5 separate regions of the Sus scrofa genome follow, and regions 2, 3, 4 and 5 are each linked to region 1. Evidence: chromatin contacts called from public HiChIP or PLAC-seq data. All regions are on one chromosome and are shown on one strand. The core of a region is the stretch at or near the end of the contact, and the rest is flanking DNA. Distances in the headings are between cores, read along the strand shown. Region 1 has its middle 14 kb from the start of CALM1. Region 2 overlaps TTC7B (tetratricopeptide repeat protein 7B). Region 3 overlaps RPS6KA5 (ribosomal protein S6 kinase alpha-5). Region 4 overlaps TTC7B (tetratricopeptide repeat protein 7B). Region 5 overlaps TTC7B (tetratricopeptide repeat protein 7B).

Region 1 (3,469 bases), core at 793-3,292:
AACCTTTAAAAACATAAAACATGAAAAGCAAAACCCTGAGAGGGGACTGAGAGAAGGAACAATAGCTAAAATTATGTTTGACTCTGGACATGCCAAGTTTCAGGTGTCAGCTCAGACTTATCTTACACAAGGACATCTGTTTTCTTGTGCTCAGTAACCCGTGTCCTCACAGATCCTAGAGAAACCTAACCACCTCTATATAGTTGGAATCTTCATTTCCCATTCTGTTCACTCTCCCATCTTGTGGCACTGAAAACAATCCAAGGGTGATCAAATGTCCTAGTTTGCCTGGGACAGAGGGGCTTTCTAGGACATGGGCCTTTGATGCTAAAACCAGGAAAGACCAAGGCAAACTGTGATGAGCTAGTCACCCTAAGGGCCCTCAAATCTGGCACTGCATGCTAACAAGGCTATATTAATACTATGCCTTCCCTAAGGGGAAAACAAACAAAACAAACAAAAAAAAAACCCTAAGCCATTCAAAGTTTATTTTGGATCTGAGTTTGTCCATCTGTTCCCCTCACAAAGCAGAAAATCCTGAAGGAAAATCTTCCTCTCACAAGGTCAGATAGTTATGGGCCCTCAATAAATGCTTTAGTAACTGATTATCACTATGTCAGTCGTTCTACAATTTCCACAGACCTGGCACATTCTCATCTCCTGCAATCTTCACAAGGACTGTGAGACAGATTTAATTCTCTTCATGTTACAGAAGAAACCAAGGCTCCAGAAGATTTAGTCCTTTGCTCTACCTCACCGCAGCAAGCAAAGTGGCCAACTCCCAGCACTGCAGCTGCCAAAGAACACTGAATTACTGGGTGTTCCAGAGAGGCACGAGTGGTTGTTGCTATACGGAGATTATGCAAAGCTGCAATTGTCTTTTGCAACGTCCCTGAACTCAGTGCTCTGGCATCATACTGAGACACAGTAAAAGGGAGCGTTAGTTTTAGGCAGGAGGCACTCTAAGGTAAAGTGATGCTTTGCCTACGGGAAAACGCATGAGACAGTGATTAAATGTTCAAAATCAGTGCCATTAGCTAAGACTAGCAACAACTTACAAATAAAATTGTCTGGTAAATGGTACCACACCACGCTCCCACATGGCAGCACCTAATCAGAAAACCTATACAAAGCTGTGGCTGCACCTGCCATATTCGTCAATAGAAGAGTCAGTACAGACCCACGTGTGCCTGTAAAGATCAATCCAGGAATCTTGGACGGGGAAGGGAACTGCGAAAGCCAGGATACACGAACCCGGGTCGTCAATTACTAAGGCTTCACACAAGGGAGAGGCCTGGCTGCGCTGGGTTTATTGGCCCTATAATTCACTACCTCTCCCTGTGGCCATAGCAACACCCACACCAAGGCAGCTCCAGAATTCACCTTTGGATAGCCACGCTCCACCGAATTTGCACCTACGCAGCTCAAATAAAACCATCAGACATCATCTCCCGAAAACAAGACAACCATGGCTTATTTCCACTCCCCCAGCTCTAATTCACCCAGGAAACACATATATTTTTTTTTTCTTTCACTCATATATACGGAAGGTAACCCTGAACAACCATCACTTTTGGAACAGTAAAACATAATATGAGGACCCCCCCCTTCTCAGAGGGGGGTGAACATCGGAGATGAAAGCGGGATCCACACCCAAACACACGACGAGTCGCCTAAAATGGCAACTAAACTGACAGGATCAAAATAATTTCAGCCAACGTCTGCTATCATGTCTGTCTAGCAAGCTCCGCTTGGCCCCTGCAGGCCACTGTCTCCGGAGCCGAGAAAGTTCCCTAGGCGGTTGTGGGATTTACAGCTCTGAAAAACAAAAACCGCATTCCCTGCAGGCGGGACCGCGCACAGCGCGAGCAACAACCATGACGTATTCGGAGGAGCTTTCCAGAACTGCCTTCCAGCCCGAGCAAAAGCCCAGGAAGCCAACCTCCCCTTTGCTTCTAGAAATGGAGAGGAGTCAAATCACCCTCCCTGCGCCCGCCGACAGAACGCAGACCCAGCGGTTTTCGGGAAGCGCCGCCTAAACCTCCTGTCAGACCCCCTCCTTCCTGGGTGGCCACTCTGCCCTGAGCCGCGAGCCCTCGAATCCTACCCCACCACCTCCCTGGGACCTGAGCAAAAACGAAACAACCCACCACCATAGAAAAAGGGAACAGAAACCCCCAGCAAAACTTCTGTCGCAGAGCCTATTTCCACTGTCCCCAAAAGCTCCACGAAAAACCCCCTGCGTCCCAGCCGTCCGCGGTGCCTCTAGTAAAGATGGCGGCCATAGGCGGAGCCGCTCCCTCCCGAAAGCAGCCTGCTGACCCTCCTCCAGCCACGGCCATTCACGCGGGGTCCTCCACGCCCACCGCGGCTTGACGCATTGCAGGTGCGGAGCGGCCAATCAGGCGTCTCGACTCTTTCCGGCCAACGACTGCAGGGTCGCGCTGGCCAATCAGAGCGCCCTTGTCAAACTGAAGGAGGAAAGCAGCCTCGGCAGCGCCAACTAAGCAACCGGCTCCAGAGCTGCGCGTTTGGGGCGTGTGAAAGAGGACTGCCTGTGTTCCTCCGCCGGGAGATGTAGTGCCCTCGCCCGCGCCGCGCCCCGCCCCGCCCTGCCCGCCCGCGCGTACTTGAAAGGCTTAGGCGAGAGGCGCTCAGGTTCTCTTCCCGCTGGAGCGTCGCGAGACACGGAGTTTTCCTAGAAACAAGCCTAAATCCCTTTGCCAGGCTCGTGGCCCTCCGAGGGGCGATCGGAAACCACCCTCGCCCTCCCCCCTAGCTCATTGAGGCCGCGTTCGCGTTTACGCGGCACCTTGTGTGATAATAGCAGCCACCGGAGCGATAAGAAGAAAACCTCGCCTTATCTCGAAACCCCAACTCGATCTGCCTCCGAGGCGACCCTTCCTGTTTACTACGAGCCGAGGCCCGGCCGCCCGAAAGCACCGTCGTGGGCACTTTTGTTTCAGAAGGGCCGGTTTCCATTTCCCTCCTGTGATTTCCTTATCTCGTCCCCGCGGGCTCGGGTTTTCCGCTGTGTCTGCATAGAAGGGGCCGAGGGGATGGACCAGGAGCCGGCCTGGGGGGCATGGGACGGACGAGGGTAGATTAACAGACTGTAGCCTGAGAACCGACGGTTAGCTCCTCAGTAAACCGAGGGGGCATTCTTCGGTGCCGAGGATAGGCTCTCCTAGATAGAGGAGAAGGCTTAATAAAATCACCTGTCAAACGAGCCAGATCTGGTACCACAGTCTGCATACCTCTGATCCCTCATTACACAGTGAACAGTCTGAGACCCGGGAAGATCAGTTGACACCCCTGCAGTCACATAGCAGTTGAGGAGCAGAGCACAGAATAGAATCTAGGTTGTCTGTGTCTCAAGCCAGTGTTTTTATGCTCTAGTAACACCCCATCTTCTGGAGCTGATGCTGTGAGATGGCTCAAGCATTTGGGGAACTTTGCTGTATAACTG
Region 2 (3,582 bases), core at 1,071-3,570, 270 kb after region 1:
TGTGCAGTGCATGTCTGTGCATCTTTGTTCAACTCAGAAAAATCTGACCTAGGATTGATGGTCTTTGGTGATTCCACCATCAAATTTTTTTCAAGAAAATAAATATTGGAAAATCATACTGGAGGCAAAAAAAAAAAAAGCAAGATATCTTTCAAGAGTCCCTCTTCCATTTTACAGTTGCTCAGTAGTTTCTCTGCTCTGCTGAGGGGTAATGAATTCTATCTTTTCAGTGGCAAAAGGGTACAGAACTATCAACGAGGCACTGAGTGTAATGTGGTAAAGGCATCTTATAACCTGCAATTTTAGTGGGCAAGACAATGGTAAAAAGTATGAAGAATGAGGGGCTCCACCAAGCACCTGTTCTGCATCTTTGAAAAGAGACATCACATCCCAGTGAATCCATCAGCACCTCCTACCCCAACCAAGCCCTCAGGGGAAGCAGCAGAGGGTCCCAGCCCCTCCCTCGGGGAGTGTGCAGCCGGGGGTGGGGAGCCCTGGCCGAGTGGGGTCAGCACATCCCATCTCGTCGCCCACACACGTCACAGAGGCATGGCTGCTGACATGTTTCCTTAAGGGACAAATAAATCTTGAGTAAATCCTGGTCCATGCGCCCAGATCCTACTTGTTGTCTGCCCCCTCTGAAGGCTGTGCCCGGCCCAGCAGGTCCCTTTACATCGAGCGCTGCCACCTCCTATGACATAACCCAGTGATATTTATAACCCGCTCATTAGAACATATCTCATCTTTCCCAAAAGCCACAGAGCGGGTCAGCCGGTGCAGAGCTGGCCACCAGCCTCTGCGGGCTGTGGCAGATGCTCTAGATATTCGGCTCTCTTCTTGGATGACATTTTAAATGGCACGAAAGTATTAAATCAAACTGAATGTGGGTTCTGTATGTTACGAGCACTCACAAGGGCTATTACTTCGTATCTTATACCTACATGACATCCCAGGACTCTCATTCACAAGAACAGCCCCAGAACTTGAAGGGAACGCTTTGCTGGCAGAGCTACAGAAATACGCCCATATTCCTCTCACCCACACATAGCAGATGATATCAGATCAGAAGCTTTACGGTGGCATAAAAAGAGAAGCTTGGGCTCAGGACTCCGGGCAGCACCAAAGGGGACATGAATCAAAATTAGGTAACAGGCTCTGGGACGCGCGATCTCTGCTGCTCTCCCCTGCATTTGTTTTTACGGCATCCGTGTTCACTGGCTTTGGACTGAAGCTCAGTTCTCTTAGGGAACATGAGGCGAAGGAAACAGCTACGGCTGGAAAAGGGAGGGGAGGAAGGACTGGGCTGATGTCACTCCAGGATCGCAGCTTAAGCGCCTACTATGTACTAAAAGCATGGCATTTTCAACCGTATGCAGTAAGGGTAGGACTGGGACCATGTCGTTGGAGACCCAGTTTAAAGGGTTGTTCAAACAGGGTGGAAATTAGGCCTGGAGGGGGTAGTTTCAAATCCCAATGTTATAACTCAGGGAAGGCTACCAGATAGCAAGTGGCCATTCGGAAGGTCTCCCGTGCCTTCCTTGTGGAATGAGAAACACATCCAGTTACAGATGCACCGAATTTTCTAGCTATAATGATCCAACACAACTTAGTCCATTGCAACCCTGGAGAGAAACGGCCTGCCCAGGTTCACACGGCCAGTGAGAGGGCAAGCTGGGAGCTTCCAACCATACCCACCACCTTCCTGACAAAAGAGATGTGAACTCTCAAAGGGACATGCAACCCAAGAAGAAAACAAAATATGGACGCTCAGGTCTAGGGTTTACGTCATTAATATGCAAATGAAAGTGTATATCCAATCCAAATCTGATGCATACAGGTGGTCCCAGCTACTGAGACACTCCTAGGAACCGGTTCAAAATTGGAAAGGAAAATCAGCTGGCCCAAGTGAAGCAGCCTGGGGTCTGCAGATGAGGCCTCAGAGGCCCTAACTGAGAACTGATGGGGAGAGTCCACTCCCCTCTAAGGCCAAGGCAGTTTCTCCCGCGCAGGACTGAGGCCCTCTGGTGGCGGCTGGAGGAAGTCCCTGTGACTGAGGGGATGCCACCCAGGAGAGGCCAAACCAGGAGGGACGCAGGGCGCGCTCCCAAGGCACCGCACGCTGCCTTTGAGGCAAAGGCAAGTTTTCCTCAAACGGTTTCCAGTTTGTTTCTGGGAAGAGCTTAGGATTCAGAATCAAATTCTTCTTGAAGCTGGGAAGAATCCTGCTGGTAAACAAAGGCTCCTCAGGAACCACAAGGAAGGCTCGGAAGGCCTCGGGCTGCACTAGTCAAATAAGTGTGCCACCGTCAGGACCAAGCCGAGGTGGCCTGTCCAGCCCCAGAGCAATGTGACAACCGGAGGGAGAAGGCACTGGAGGGGAGAGACTGCACATTTTAAATATAAGAAAAGGGAAAAAGTGTCCTAAATGCAAAAGCATACAATTCTCAGCAACTCCTATACCACCCATGCTTTTTTTTTTTTTTTTCAGTCACATAATTTTATTCAAGTCGTCACTTCCACTGTTGCCATGACAGCAGAAAAAATTTTTTTTCCTTAAGCTAGATGGAGAATCACGATAGAATGGAACAAAAAAAGAAAAGAACTTGCAAGCATTACATTCTAAATGCTACGAAACACCCCGATTTGAGGGAAATAAACAAAAGCCACATGATTGCTTTCATGTCTCTCAACTATGAGTTTATTCTTGCCATGCTGAGACCCAGGCCTAAAATGATCTGTTGCTTTAAAACGCCACTCCAAACTGAAGAGGAGAGAGCCAAGGAATTTCCCCCGTTTGGAGGGTTTCCGCAGCCCCTTGACATGAGGTCATTGATTCCATTTCAGAATTCACTATGGCAAACTATTCTCAAAAGGAAGGTCCTTGCCGGCACTGGCAAGCTGTCGGAATTCGGGGTGCACCTCCTGCACCTCGCTCCAGCAAGCTTCCCGAGTTGGGTGCAGGTCCCTCCACGTGGACCGGTTCCCAACAGCTCAGCTGTTACCCAGGGGAGACAGGGCCTGCGAGTCCCCTGAGCACCAGCCGGCTGTTCAGCCTGATGGGCAGGCAAGACCTGCCACTATCTGTCCCCCCTCCAGCAGGGAGAGCGGAGGCCCGCATCCCTCAGCCTTGCTCTGCTGCAAACCTGAGCAACCTCCTGCTCCGTCCTGGGCAGGAAAGCCCACCCGCAGTCCTGCTTCTCTTGACCACTTCCATGTTGTTTTCTCTCCTCCCTTTTCAATCTGATTTCTTCATCCTCCTCCTGAGCCTCCTCCTTCAGCGCCTTGCCTGCTGGCCCTTAGGTCAGTGCAGAAGCATGACTTCCTAAGGACACCCAGGGGCACTGGCTGGCCAGCATTTGACTCTTGGGCCCTGAAAGCCGCATTTTCGAAGGCTGGTTTCTGAAACGTACATTTTTACATACAAACCTACAGCAGTGCCTGCTTATTCTGTTCTGTGCCTTTGAACCACATTCTCAGCTTTTTAGTGCTGTCACTGGTGTCTCCGCACTAGCAAACCAAGGGGGAAATGGATACGGGAAGGAAGCCAGAGATCCGAAGTTAAAATCGAGATGGAAAACCAAG
Region 3 (3,470 bases), core at 86-2,585, 430 kb after region 1:
AAGGCCCCCGCTAAAATGGCCCAGCAGGGATCAGGGGACACAATGCGAATGGATTCTGAGGATGCTGAACTGGGGTGGGCGGGTGGAACATAAGGCCTGACGGAGAAGAAATTATTGCCATGGAAACATTTTCTGAGACTCAGGATTCAACATCCTGGCAGGGCCACCTGGAGCCAGTGCTGGGAGTCGGCTGCAAAGGCTCCCTTGAAGCTGGGACAAAGCAGTGCACAGGGTCAGCAGATACACAGATTCATAAAGCTGCAGCAGCAGTCAAGATGCTGTGGACATGGCACGCTCAGAATCAACCCTAGGAAGTCCAGAAGTCACAGCAAATGACATGCACAGGAGCCTGTCACCTCCCTCTATTGCACCAAGGCTTCTTCCTTAACTCACATCTCTGGCCTCATCGAGGGGGGCTCCCCATGATCAAGAGCCACTGGCCTACACCACAGCCATAGCAACTCGGGATCCGAGCCGCGTCTTCGACCTACACCACAGCTCACAGCAATACCAGATCCTTAACCCACTGAGCAAGGGCAGGGATCAAACCCGCAACCTCATGGTTCCTAGTTGGATTTGTTAACCATTGCACCACGACGGGAACTCCTCAGCCTAAGAATTTTAAAGGCACACAGACATTCAGTTCCAGTTTCGAGAGGAAACTGGGCCTACCTTCTAGATGAGCTGGCCTGCTTTCAGGTGGGTGCAGTTGGCCTGTTAGAACATGAAAAGCTCAGTGAAGTCGCCCACTCAAGACAGTAGCCGGTGGGGCTGGGGGGCTGTCCTTGAGGACTGTGCTGAACCACTGATCAATGGCTGATCCACTGGTGTTGGGTCCCCCACTCTAGAGTCTAAGGGGGAAGGACCCATTATTCTATAATTACAGAAATCACATTGCCTGCTGCTGTGGCCTCGGGGTCTGTGAGATGTCTTGTGTCCGTGAACTCAAGCGATCGGCTCCTCTGGTCACAGGAGGGGGTCACTCAGTGCGCCTTCCGCCCTCCCTCCCTCTTTCCCTGCCTCCCTCCTGCCTCCCCGGGATGCTGCTACTCAGGAACAAGACAAAACATAAGCTTTAACTCTAGGTTCTGCTTCTAGGAAACCCAGACAGAACAGCTTTCTATTGTTGATAAACGTTGGACTCGTTTCCAGTTTGGGGCATTTTGAAACCTGCTGCCATATATCTTCTTGTCCATGTCTTTCGGACATAAAACCACGCATTTTTGCTGACTACATCCCTGAGACTGGAACTGCTGGCCTTTTGCTCTGTGTCTGTTCAGTAGGCACTGCCGAGTAGTTTTCCAAAATCTGCTCCACTTCCTCATCTCACCCTACTTCCTAACAGATATTATGTGGCTACATCCAAGAAAGTACCCTTTGCCTTATAGTTTTCTTGCTTTCTGATGTGTAAGAATTCAGCAGGCTGTTGGGGTGGAATTCTCCAATTTGGAAATACTTAAAGGAGACTGGTGATAGGGACTTTGTAGACAAGTCCCTTCTCTGGAAGAGGTAGAATTAAACAAACTTTAGGCTCCTCTCAACTCTAAGATCTTACAATTTAGTTGATGATCCTGGAAGCAACTTCTGTTAAGAATAATTCTGTGTCTGCAAACTGCAAGTGGTGCGGCAAGAAAGTATCTATATACCTACAGATATACATCTCTATATATCTGGGTGTGTGTGTGTATACACACATAAGAGGGAATTAGAAAGAAAGAGGAAGCAAATGTGGCGAAATGTCAAATGGTCACAGTGTTATTCTCCCACACTTTCTCCAGGTCTGAAATTTTAAAAATACAATTTTTGAAAGAGAGTGAAAAAATAAGAAATCCTGAATAAAACACTTGGCAGAAGTATGTTTTAAATGTTATTATATTCCACCCCATGGATATGCTATCCACACCTTTGGGCGGGCATATAATCCTATCCTACATTTATTAAATACTGTGTGTTAGGAACTGAATGGCTGTGTGCCTTTAAAATTCTTAGGCTGAGGAGTTCCCGTCGTGGTGCAATGGTTAACAAATCCAACTAGGAACCATGAGGTTGCGGGTTTGATCCCTGCCCTTGCTCAGTGGGTTAAGGATCTGGCATTGCTGTGAGCTGTGGTGTAGGTCGAAGACGCGGCTCGGATCCCGAGTTGCTGTGGCTGTGGTGTGGGCCAGTGGCTCAGCTCCAATTAGACCCCTAGCCTGGGAACCTCCACATGCCGCCAGAGCAGCCCTAGAAAAGGCAAAAAGACAATTAAATAAATAAATAAATAATTAATTAATTAAATTAAATTCTTAGGCTGAAGACCTAACCGTCAATGTGACTCGCATTTGTGGACAGGACCTTTATGGAGATAAAGGTAATGAGGTCATGAGTGTGGGGTCCTCCTCCAAGAGGATTAGTGTCCTAAGAGAAAGAGACCCCAGAGAGCTGGCTCTTGCTCTCTCTCTAAGCACATGCACTGAGGTGAGGTCATGTAAGGACACAGTGAACAGATGGCTGTTTGCAACCCAAGGGAGAAGCCCTCGCCAGATACCAACGGGGCTGGCACCTTGGCCCTGGACGTCTCAGCGCCCAGAACTGTGAAATAAATTTCTGTTGTTTAAGTCACCAGCCTGCAATATTTTGTTATGGTGGCCTGAGGCAGACTAAGATACTGCGTAAGTTCTATTTTAATTCACATCCTGTTCGTTTCCAATGAACTGCACATCCATGAGGTGGGCTAAGTTGTAATCAAAGCCAAATGATAAGACATGACCCATCTTCCTGAAGGAATTGTTTTACCCAATTGGGATAACAGATTGTTTACATACGAAAGGATCCACATTCATGTTTAGATGTGACATGTAAAAACGCCAGAGATAGAAGGCCAACCAGACGAAATAAATTTTGTGCTCACTATGCGATGACTCTGCCTGTGTATCTAGGTGCTCTGGAGATGGGTCCTCGTTTATATTGAAAAGTTTGCAAAACATTCTTTTTTGACAGTTTAAGGCAGGTGCTAACTTTGCTTTTCATCTGCAAGTAGTTCATTTTTGTATCCCTAAAAGGCAGGGATTTTTAAAAACCACAACTACAACTTATTATACCCAAGAACAATTAGCAGTAATTCCTTTGTAGCACCCAGTATCCAGGCAATATTCAAATTTCGCCAGCAGTGTTTTATACGTTGTATGAATATAATTACATTTGTATGATTTAGCATTTGAATTTAACATATAGAACTGAAATTAGAATTTGTCTGAATCAGAATTTAAGTAAGATGCAAACACTGTTTAAGTGTCTTTTCATCTACAGGTTCCCAGGCTTTTTTCTTATAATTTATTTGCTACAAACTGGGTTGTTTGTCTGTAGAACTTCCCACAGTCTGGATATTGTGACTGTATTCCTGTGGCATCGTTTAATCTGTTCCTTGTCCCCTGCTTCTGTTTAAAACTTGACAGCTAGATCTAGAGAGAGGCCTGGCTTCTCTCCATGCC
Region 4 (3,706 bases), core at 840-3,339, 310 kb after region 1:
GAAAAACCATTAGAGTCAGACCTAATATCATACATCAAAATAAACCTCTCCAAGAAGATCTGGAAGTTAAAAGTTGTTTTTAAAAATGTGGAAAATGGTTGGAAACTTTTTAAATCCTAGATAAGGTTTATCCTAATATTTCAGCTTTAAAACAATGAACATGATGGAAGATAATAGGAGAAAAAGATGCATTTATATATATGTATATATGTATGCCTGGGTCACTTTGCTGTGCAGCAGAAACTGGCACAACACTGTAAATCAACGATACTATAATAATAAAAAAGATATGCAATATATAAAGCAAAAATCCCCCAATGAAATAAATGTAATAAAAAAGATAATCAGATTCAACTACTATATACAGGTTTAAATTTATGAGCACGTTAAAAATGGAAAATTACTGATTGGGAAATCATTCAGAGCAAACATGATAAAAGGTTAATGTATTTATGGCATAAAGACTTTATTGAAATTATAAGAATACTACTACACCTCAAAACCAGAGAGAAAGTATACAAAGAGTCAAAAAAGAAATATAACGGTTAAACATAAAGTGACCACACGACCTAGCGATTTCACTCCTAGGAAAAATGAAAAACTTTGTCCACACAAAATCTTGTTTACAACTAGTTACAGCAGCATTATTATAATAGCCCAAAGTGGAAACAACCCAAATGATAAATGATAAAATGATGAACGGATAAACACAATGTGGTATATCCATACGATGGCATATTATTTGGCAATAAAAAGAAATGGAGGGAGTTCCCTTGCAGCGCAGCAGGTTAAGGATCTGGTGTTGTCGCTGCAGTGGCCCAGGTCACTTCTGTAGCTTGGGCTCGATACCTGGCCCAGGAACTTCCACACGCCACAGACCCGGCCAAAAAAACCAAACAATTAAAAAAAAAAAAAGAAATGAAGTACCAATGAGTGCTGCAACATGGATGAATCTTGAGAACATTATGTTAAGCCAAAGAAAGCAGTCATAAAAGACCACATATTGTATAGTTCTATATGAAATGTCCAGAATATTCAAATCTATAGAGACTAGGGAAATAGGAGGTAAATGGGGAGTGACTGCTAATGGGTTTCTTTTGGGGTTGATGAAAATGTTTTGGAATTAAATATTGGTGACAGTTGCACAACTGTGATTCCATTAAAAACTATTAAATTGAACACTTTCATGGGTAAATTCTATGGTATGTGAATTATATTTTCATAATGCTGTGATTTAAAAAAAGAAAAGACCAGAAAAAAGATATAGTTAGTAAGGAAATAGATGGAAAAAATTTCAATCTGACTGAGAGTCAAAGAAACACAGACCAAACTGCAAAGTACCATTTTCACCAAGCAAATCAGCAAAGTGACTTTAAAACAATTTCGACCCTCCTGTACTGCCAGGGGTAGAAGATGACTTGTAAGAAGCAACTGGACACACACATTTCTGGGAACCTGCCTTTCGGAAACAATGCAAAACAAAGGGAAGCTCCCAAAGGAAACTGCATCATAGCATCAGAAAAACAGATTATACGCAGCTATAAGTGAATTATATCACAGAGGCCATCCACTTGATAAAATATTCTAGAGCCATAAAAACACTTTGAGGTTCTGACAAAATGTTGAGCCAAAAAAGACAGATAGAAAAACCCTTTAATGCTACAACACTATGAGGACAAAGACCAACCAAGAACGTACAAAAATTAAAATTAGCTATTATTCTTTCCTGGTTGCCAGACTTTTCTAACTCAGTTTTAAGTGTGTGGTAGCCTCCTCTCCGGCCAGTCAGAGGGCAGGCTCAAAGTCAGAGCAACTTCCTGGCCAGTGGGTTTCTTGACATTTCTTTAAGGAAGTAACTCATTCAGATGTACTACCTTAAGCCATGAACCGCAACTTGCTGCTCTGGCTTGAGTGAAATGACGGGGACAGGCAAGGGGAGAGGAAGGAAGAATCTGTCTTTACTGTCTCACGTTTTAAAGCCAAAAGCACAGCCACTGGCACCGCCAGAGTCACACCCCTCCTTCTGCATCCGCAGCGCTGAGTACTTTTCCGAGGACACAGGGTTTAAGTTCAAGACACACAGCAACCTTAAGCCAATCCAGCCGTGTCACTGCAAGTTCTTCCTGGAGGGAGGCACAGGCCACAGGAGGGCTGACCCTGCTGACCAGCGAACGACGCCTGATGCACGGAGAACTCTGGGCTGGGGGCTGGCCCCGCAATACCAAGACACCAGTTGTTTCTTCCTAAGACTTTAGCGCTGAAGCCACCCGTGAAAAAAACTCTATGCCTGTCCCGCCATTTAGCATTAACTTCTTTTCTAAAATAAGGTGTGAAAGGAATGAACTGTCAGCAGAAGGTCGAGTTCCACTGTGGCGCTGCTTCAGCTCGAGAAAGCCAGAGCCAGCCGGTTGGCTGATGCGTGCAAAGGACAGAGACAGGATGATTTCATTTGCCAAACGCAGAGCTCAGATTCTGCTATTCAAGGATGAAGTCACCTTTATTCCTATCACATCTCCCCGCCCCCGCCAGAAGCTCCTTGTAGGGCAGATAACTTTATTTACTGCTGGCGTCATGCCAAAGTCCCCAGATAAGCGAATCAAGGCCATCTCATGTCATTTTTAATCCTATCTATGTTAATTTGATTTACTTGATTCAAGTATTCTATATGCACAGTTTGGGAGGTATCTTTTATTCCCCTTCGGAGAACATGTGTATATGGAGTTTAAGAAATTTATGTTCCAGGTGCAACCCCCATCTAACTAAATTTTGTCTTTACCTTGTACACTTGACAGTTGAAAATACCATAACATGGGAGTAATAAGGGGTCAAAATTTACAAAATACAGTTTTGGTGCGGGAGTTGCAAAAAAAAAAAAAAAAAAAAACTATCAGTGGCGGTCTCTGTAACCCTAATATAACAAGGACAACACTGCACAAGTATTCGGTGTACACAGATCTCACATATTCTATGTGTCCGTGGCCCTCCCTCCACGTTTGGAACAAGGAAGGAAAATAACACGGGGAAAGCTCCTATCATCCTGGGCGGAAAACACTGGCGGCTCACTGGGTTTCTAGCCTCAGACAAGTCAGGCGGTATGAACCCCACCACGAACTTGGAAGTGTGAAGCACACAGAAACAACTGGACCAAGATCAAACAGCCAGGTAAGAGAAATTCAGAACCCAGACAGGATGTGATATGGAGACTCCGGAACCTTATGTCCATGCACGAAACAGAAAACCAGATTCTCCAGAAATAAATTTACTCCATAAATTCTCTTTCAAATTATTTAACATTTTTAATAAAGCAGCATGTTTATTTTAAATTTTTCTTTTTCTTTTTTTTTTTTTAGGGTAGCACCAGCAGCACATGGAAGTTCCCAGGCTAGGGGTCAAATCCGAACTACAGCTGCCGGTTTACACCTCAGCCATAGCAACGCCGGATCTGAGCTGCATCTGCGATCTACACCACAGCTCACAGGAACTTAACCCACTGAATGAGGCCAGGGATTAAACCCCCGTCCTCACGGATACTAGTCAGGTTCATTACCGCTGAGCCACAATGGGAACTTGGCAGCATGTTTAAATACTCCATATTTTTATCTAAATATCTGAAATCTTCAAAGGTTGGGAAGGATTCCACTGCCAGGTAACATAGGAACAGATTAATGACAGCAAAACTAACATTTACTGGGTGCTAAACGTGTTC
Region 5 (3,781 bases), core at 1,181-3,680, 330 kb after region 1:
CTGCAGCATTTACTACATTCACAATATTGGACACCCTCCACCTCTATCCAGTTCCAAACACTCCATTCTTTTTTTATTGCCAAATAATATTCCGTTGTGTGGATGTAACACAACTTATTGATCCATTTGTCATTTATCCATCATGAATATTTGGATAGCTCACACTTTTTGGATAGTATGAATTATGCTGTTACGAATATTCACGTACTGGTTTTTACATGGACACGTTTTTAATTCTCTTGGATATACACCTAGAATAGAACTGGCAGGTCAGGTGGTAATCCTATGCTTTGTTATGTTATTTTTAATCTTTGTGCCACAAATCACATCTATGATCTACTACTCCCAATCTGCTTGGTGAAATACTAAGAAGTGAAAATACACGCACATGGAAAATACATGAATACACATGCGCAGACAGACTTGGATTCAAATCCTTGCTTCTCCAGTTTCTAGTTTTATGACCTTGAGCAACTTCCTCAATATCTCGGGGCCTCTGTTTCCCCATCAAGCAAATGAAAATAACAGCTCCTGCTCCAACTGATTATTACAAGGCTGAGCCCGCTGCCTGGCTACAGTAAGGAAGTCCTGAGGGAATGGCAACGCTCCTCAATGTTTCTGAGTATCTATAAAATATAGAAAAGCATGGAGAAGACGGTAACAATCACCGGTACCCCCGCCACTCGAAATTAAGCAAGTTAACATCTTAGCGCAGAGCCTCAACCTTGATGACACATGATGCCATGTAAACTCTGGTCCTGGTTCTAGTTTCTTTCCTAAGAAGAGTGCACTCATCACCCTCAGGGGGACCCCAACCATGCAACATGTAGCCCTGGGGTGCCCTAACATCAGCAAGGAATGAGAGCGGCCAGGGAACAGATGGGCCTTCCTTTCTCCATTCCACAAATTCTCACGGAGCACCACGGCTGGGCCTCCCAGGGCAGGACTGGTCTTCTCCCTGGAGATGGGCCGCCTCGAGAGGGATGGAGGAGAAAGACATGTCCAAAACAATATGAGAAGTTGAGTGACTGCGACAGACAAAGTATCACAGAAAGAACTAAGAAGAAGCACCTCAGTGGACCTTCACTGAGGGCCCCAAACTTTCTTTGGGCTCTTTGAGTCTCTGCTTGCTTCCCCCAAAAGAACCGACACAACCGACTTTAAATATGAATTTGGGTCAGAGGTAATAAGAGGGCTCTTACTCTTCTTACACCAACTAAATATAAACAGGAAGCTTTGACTAGCAACCTGAGATGAGTGGCTACATGCAACACAGCATCTCGCTTGCCACCGTCTGCAGAATCGTTAAATCTAGATGGGAGGAGGCCTGCGAGAGGGCTGCATCCACGATGAACAGTTCCCGGAGTCTTACACAGCAGATGCCCAGCAGGCCTCACAACTGCACTCCCGCATTTTCTGGGTTTTACACACGGGCAAAAGCATTCAGCAAGGACTCTCCCAGCCCCACTTCGGCCACCCCGTTCACTCCATTCAGAGTTTTCTCTCAAACTACTTTTTTTTTTTCACTGTCCCTAAAGAGATCTCAAGGCTTCAAAATATAAACAGCAGCTTCTGGAGTTCCCTCTTTTGGCTCAGGGGTAACGAACCCAACTAGTATCCATGAGAATGCAGGTTTGATCCCTGGCCTTGCTCAGTGGGTTAAGGATCCGGCATTGCCATGAGCTGTGGTGTAGGTCACAAACGCGGCTCAGATTCTGTGTTGCTGTGGCCGTGGTGTAAGCCGGCAGCTGCAGCTCCAATTCAACCCCTAGCCCAGGAACTTCCATATGCCACATGTGCACCCCTAAAAAGAAAAAATAAAGAATAATAAAAATTAAAAACAGCTTCTAAAGGGGAAAAAAAAAAGGATAGCCAATCTTCTCTTCTTACTCTGCAGATGAGGTCATTTAGGCTTAGAGAGAGAGGGTTCATAATTAGCCCAAGGTCACACAGAGACAGAGACAACCTGAACCCTGCTCCAGCGACCTCACTCCCAGGTCAAGTCCACAGTAGCTGGGACCCAGCCTGGAGAGTTTTTCTGCCAGGGAGGAAGAATCCTTCTGTTACTACATTGTACTTAGGCTCCAGGATACCCAGAAGGTCATGGTCATTAGCAAATACAAAATTCATAAAGATCAGGGTTGGGTTCTGTGCCTTAAAGACTCTAAGGAATACTCTAGGAATTACTAAGAAATACTCTAGGAAAACTCTCTTTGGGCTTCTATAGTCCTTATGACCAGGGATTTTTCAGTTCATGAAAAAAAAATGGAGATACATCCACTCCTGCTAATTCACACCTAGAATTCCTTTCCCTTTTCAAGTGATGCATGCCCTGACTGCTTAATGTGCTGAACGCACTGGGCTCCTGTGGGAGTCTCTGTAAACGCCGTGACCACACAGCACGATAACGGCGCCCATCAGGAGAGGTTCAGCTCCGGGCCGAGTGAGAACCGGCGAGGCGTGTGTGTAATTGCCTACACCAGGCACAGCTTTTGAGAAATGGCCCAGGAGTCCCTTAGGAGACTCAGTGATCCAAGGTTAATAAAGACGGTTGGCAAGTTCACACTTCTTCTGCGATCCCTGACCTCCAACGTAATCTCACAAAGACCCAAATTTCAGGGCCCAGGCCGCTCGGAAGGCTCTGCGCATACGCGAGCTTCCCAGCGAAGACGCGGCTCCCACGCCCCCTGGCGGCAAAGGCTGGCACTGCAAGAAAACGTCGGTTGGTCTCCGCTGCCTGCGAATCCCCTCCATCCCACGTTGGTGGGGCCCCAGACGCAGTGCGACCCGCTCAGGGCCTAATGTGAAATTCCCGGTTTCGAACGTGCCAAAGAACCCTACTGTTTAAATAAGAAGCCCGAGTGTTGTCTACTCTGTTAAGGGAGAAGGATGTTTTCAAGACCTCCTGCAACGTCCAACCAACTCTGGGAGCCACTCAATGCAACCCAAGGCACCTCACAGAGCCCCGGGGTAGACTTGGCCTCTGTGGTGCTGCGGGCGCTAGTCTCCGCACCTTGGAGTGCCTATGCAAATGATACAGCAGCCCTAATCTGCAAAGCAAGCACCTGAGAGCAAAGGAGAAAAAGAACTGGGGGCTGAAAACAGAGGGTCCACCCTTTACTCCTCCTCTTAACTGGGGGTGGTACCCATGTGGGGATGAAGGGCATTAAGAAGCAAGTGCTCAGTGGGTGTTCAGAAAGTTTTTTTAATGTTGCAATTATTAACAATTTACTATTATTATTCCAGAACCTGGCACATAGTAGGAGTTTAGGAAACCTGAGTTCCTCTCCCTTTCTTGTGAGGCTGTGCCTCATGGATCAAGGGACTGGGCAGGGAGGCCCAGCCAGGGGCCAGCACGGCTTCCTGCTCTTCTGCACCAGCCCCAGTGTGACTGGGGGAAAGCCGACAGAGCCAGCTCCCACACCCTCCCTCTCCCCAGAACAGTCTGTGCTCTGCTCCCGCCCCCAGAGAGCTCTGAGCTTTCCAAATATGGATGCTTTTTTCATTCCTGAAGCCTCAGGAACAGTTGGGGGAAGAAAATGAACACCAGACATGGTTTGGAGATGATGGAAGCCAAGGGATGGGTGATGGCAGCACGAGCACTGTGCTAGGAGTCAGGAGGCCTGGCTTTAAAATATTAGGTGATCGTTTATAATCTGGCCAGCTTGGTATGAGTCTAGGCCCCAAGGAGATCCTAGACCCAAACCCGAAGAGTGAAAAATACAGCGGCTAGCATGAAATGCAGGGGAGAAAAATTCATTAAGGAAGCCCAAGGAGGCCC

What was found. HiChIP or PLAC-seq counts read pairs in DNA pulled down with a chosen protein or histone mark.
Region 2: a contact with region 1 is called in an H3K27ac HiChIP or PLAC-seq map of skeletal muscle. The contact joins two enhancer-like sites. A contact is called at or near these places in 1 of 5 promoter capture datasets (liver), 3 of 47 Hi-C or Micro-C datasets (skeletal muscle and subcutaneous adipose tissue) and 2 of 2 datasets of contacts at active chromatin or transcription factors (alveolar macrophages and skeletal muscle).
Region 3: an H3K27ac HiChIP or PLAC-seq map of alveolar macrophages shows a contact between it and region 1. The contact joins two enhancer-like sites. A contact is called at or near these places in 1 of 47 Hi-C or Micro-C datasets (embryonic fibroblasts) and 2 of 2 datasets of contacts at active chromatin or transcription factors (alveolar macrophages and skeletal muscle).
Region 4: an H3K27ac HiChIP or PLAC-seq map of skeletal muscle shows a contact between it and region 1. The contact joins two enhancer-like sites. A contact is called at or near these places in 1 of 5 promoter capture datasets (fetal liver) and 1 of 2 datasets of contacts at active chromatin or transcription factors (skeletal muscle).
Region 5: a contact with region 1 is called in an H3K27ac HiChIP or PLAC-seq map of skeletal muscle. The contact joins two enhancer-like sites. A contact is called at or near these places in 3 of 5 promoter capture datasets (fetal liver, fetal skeletal muscle and liver), 1 of 47 Hi-C or Micro-C datasets (skeletal muscle) and 2 of 2 datasets of contacts at active chromatin or transcription factors (alveolar macrophages and skeletal muscle).

Annotation. Positions count from the first base shown.
Region 1 is chr7:112,144,644-112,148,112 of Sscrofa11.1, forward strand. No RefSeq gene overlaps it. Among named protein-coding and RNA genes, the nearest start is that of CALM1, 14 kb to the right of the region's middle. Within about 2 kb of position 2,043, at least 83 of the 83 cell types and tissues checked have an H3K27ac peak or open chromatin away from gene starts, as enhancers often do. A contact at or near this core is called in alveolar macrophages, fetal liver and skeletal muscle, where this site is marked.
Region 2 is chr7:112,411,646-112,415,227 of Sscrofa11.1, forward strand. All of the region lies in intron 5 of TTC7B (tetratricopeptide repeat protein 7B), which reads right to left. Among named protein-coding and RNA genes, the nearest start is that of TTC7B, 110 kb to the right of the region's middle. Within about 2 kb of position 2,321, at least 12 of the 83 cell types and tissues checked have an H3K27ac peak or open chromatin away from gene starts, as enhancers often do. A contact at or near this core is called in alveolar macrophages and skeletal muscle, where this site is marked.
Region 3 is chr7:112,572,541-112,576,010 of Sscrofa11.1, forward strand. All of the region lies in intron 14 of RPS6KA5 (ribosomal protein S6 kinase alpha-5), which reads right to left. Among named protein-coding and RNA genes, the nearest start is that of TTC7B, 55 kb to the left of the region's middle. Within about 2 kb of position 1,336, at least 1 of the 83 cell types and tissues checked has an H3K27ac peak or open chromatin away from gene starts, as enhancers often do. A contact at or near this core is called in alveolar macrophages, where this site is marked.
Region 4 is chr7:112,451,467-112,455,172 of Sscrofa11.1, forward strand. The region is part of intron 4 of TTC7B (tetratricopeptide repeat protein 7B); the gene reads right to left. Among named protein-coding and RNA genes, the nearest start is that of TTC7B, 66 kb to the right of the region's middle. Within about 2 kb of position 2,090, at least 8 of the 83 cell types and tissues checked have an H3K27ac peak or open chromatin away from gene starts, as enhancers often do. A contact at or near this core is called in skeletal muscle, where this site is marked.
Region 5 is chr7:112,469,856-112,473,636 of Sscrofa11.1, forward strand. The region is part of intron 3 of TTC7B (tetratricopeptide repeat protein 7B); the gene reads right to left. Among named protein-coding and RNA genes, the nearest start is that of TTC7B, 47 kb to the right of the region's middle. Within about 2 kb of position 2,431, at least 28 of the 83 cell types and tissues checked have an H3K27ac peak or open chromatin away from gene starts, as enhancers often do. A contact at or near this core is called in fetal liver and skeletal muscle, where this site is marked.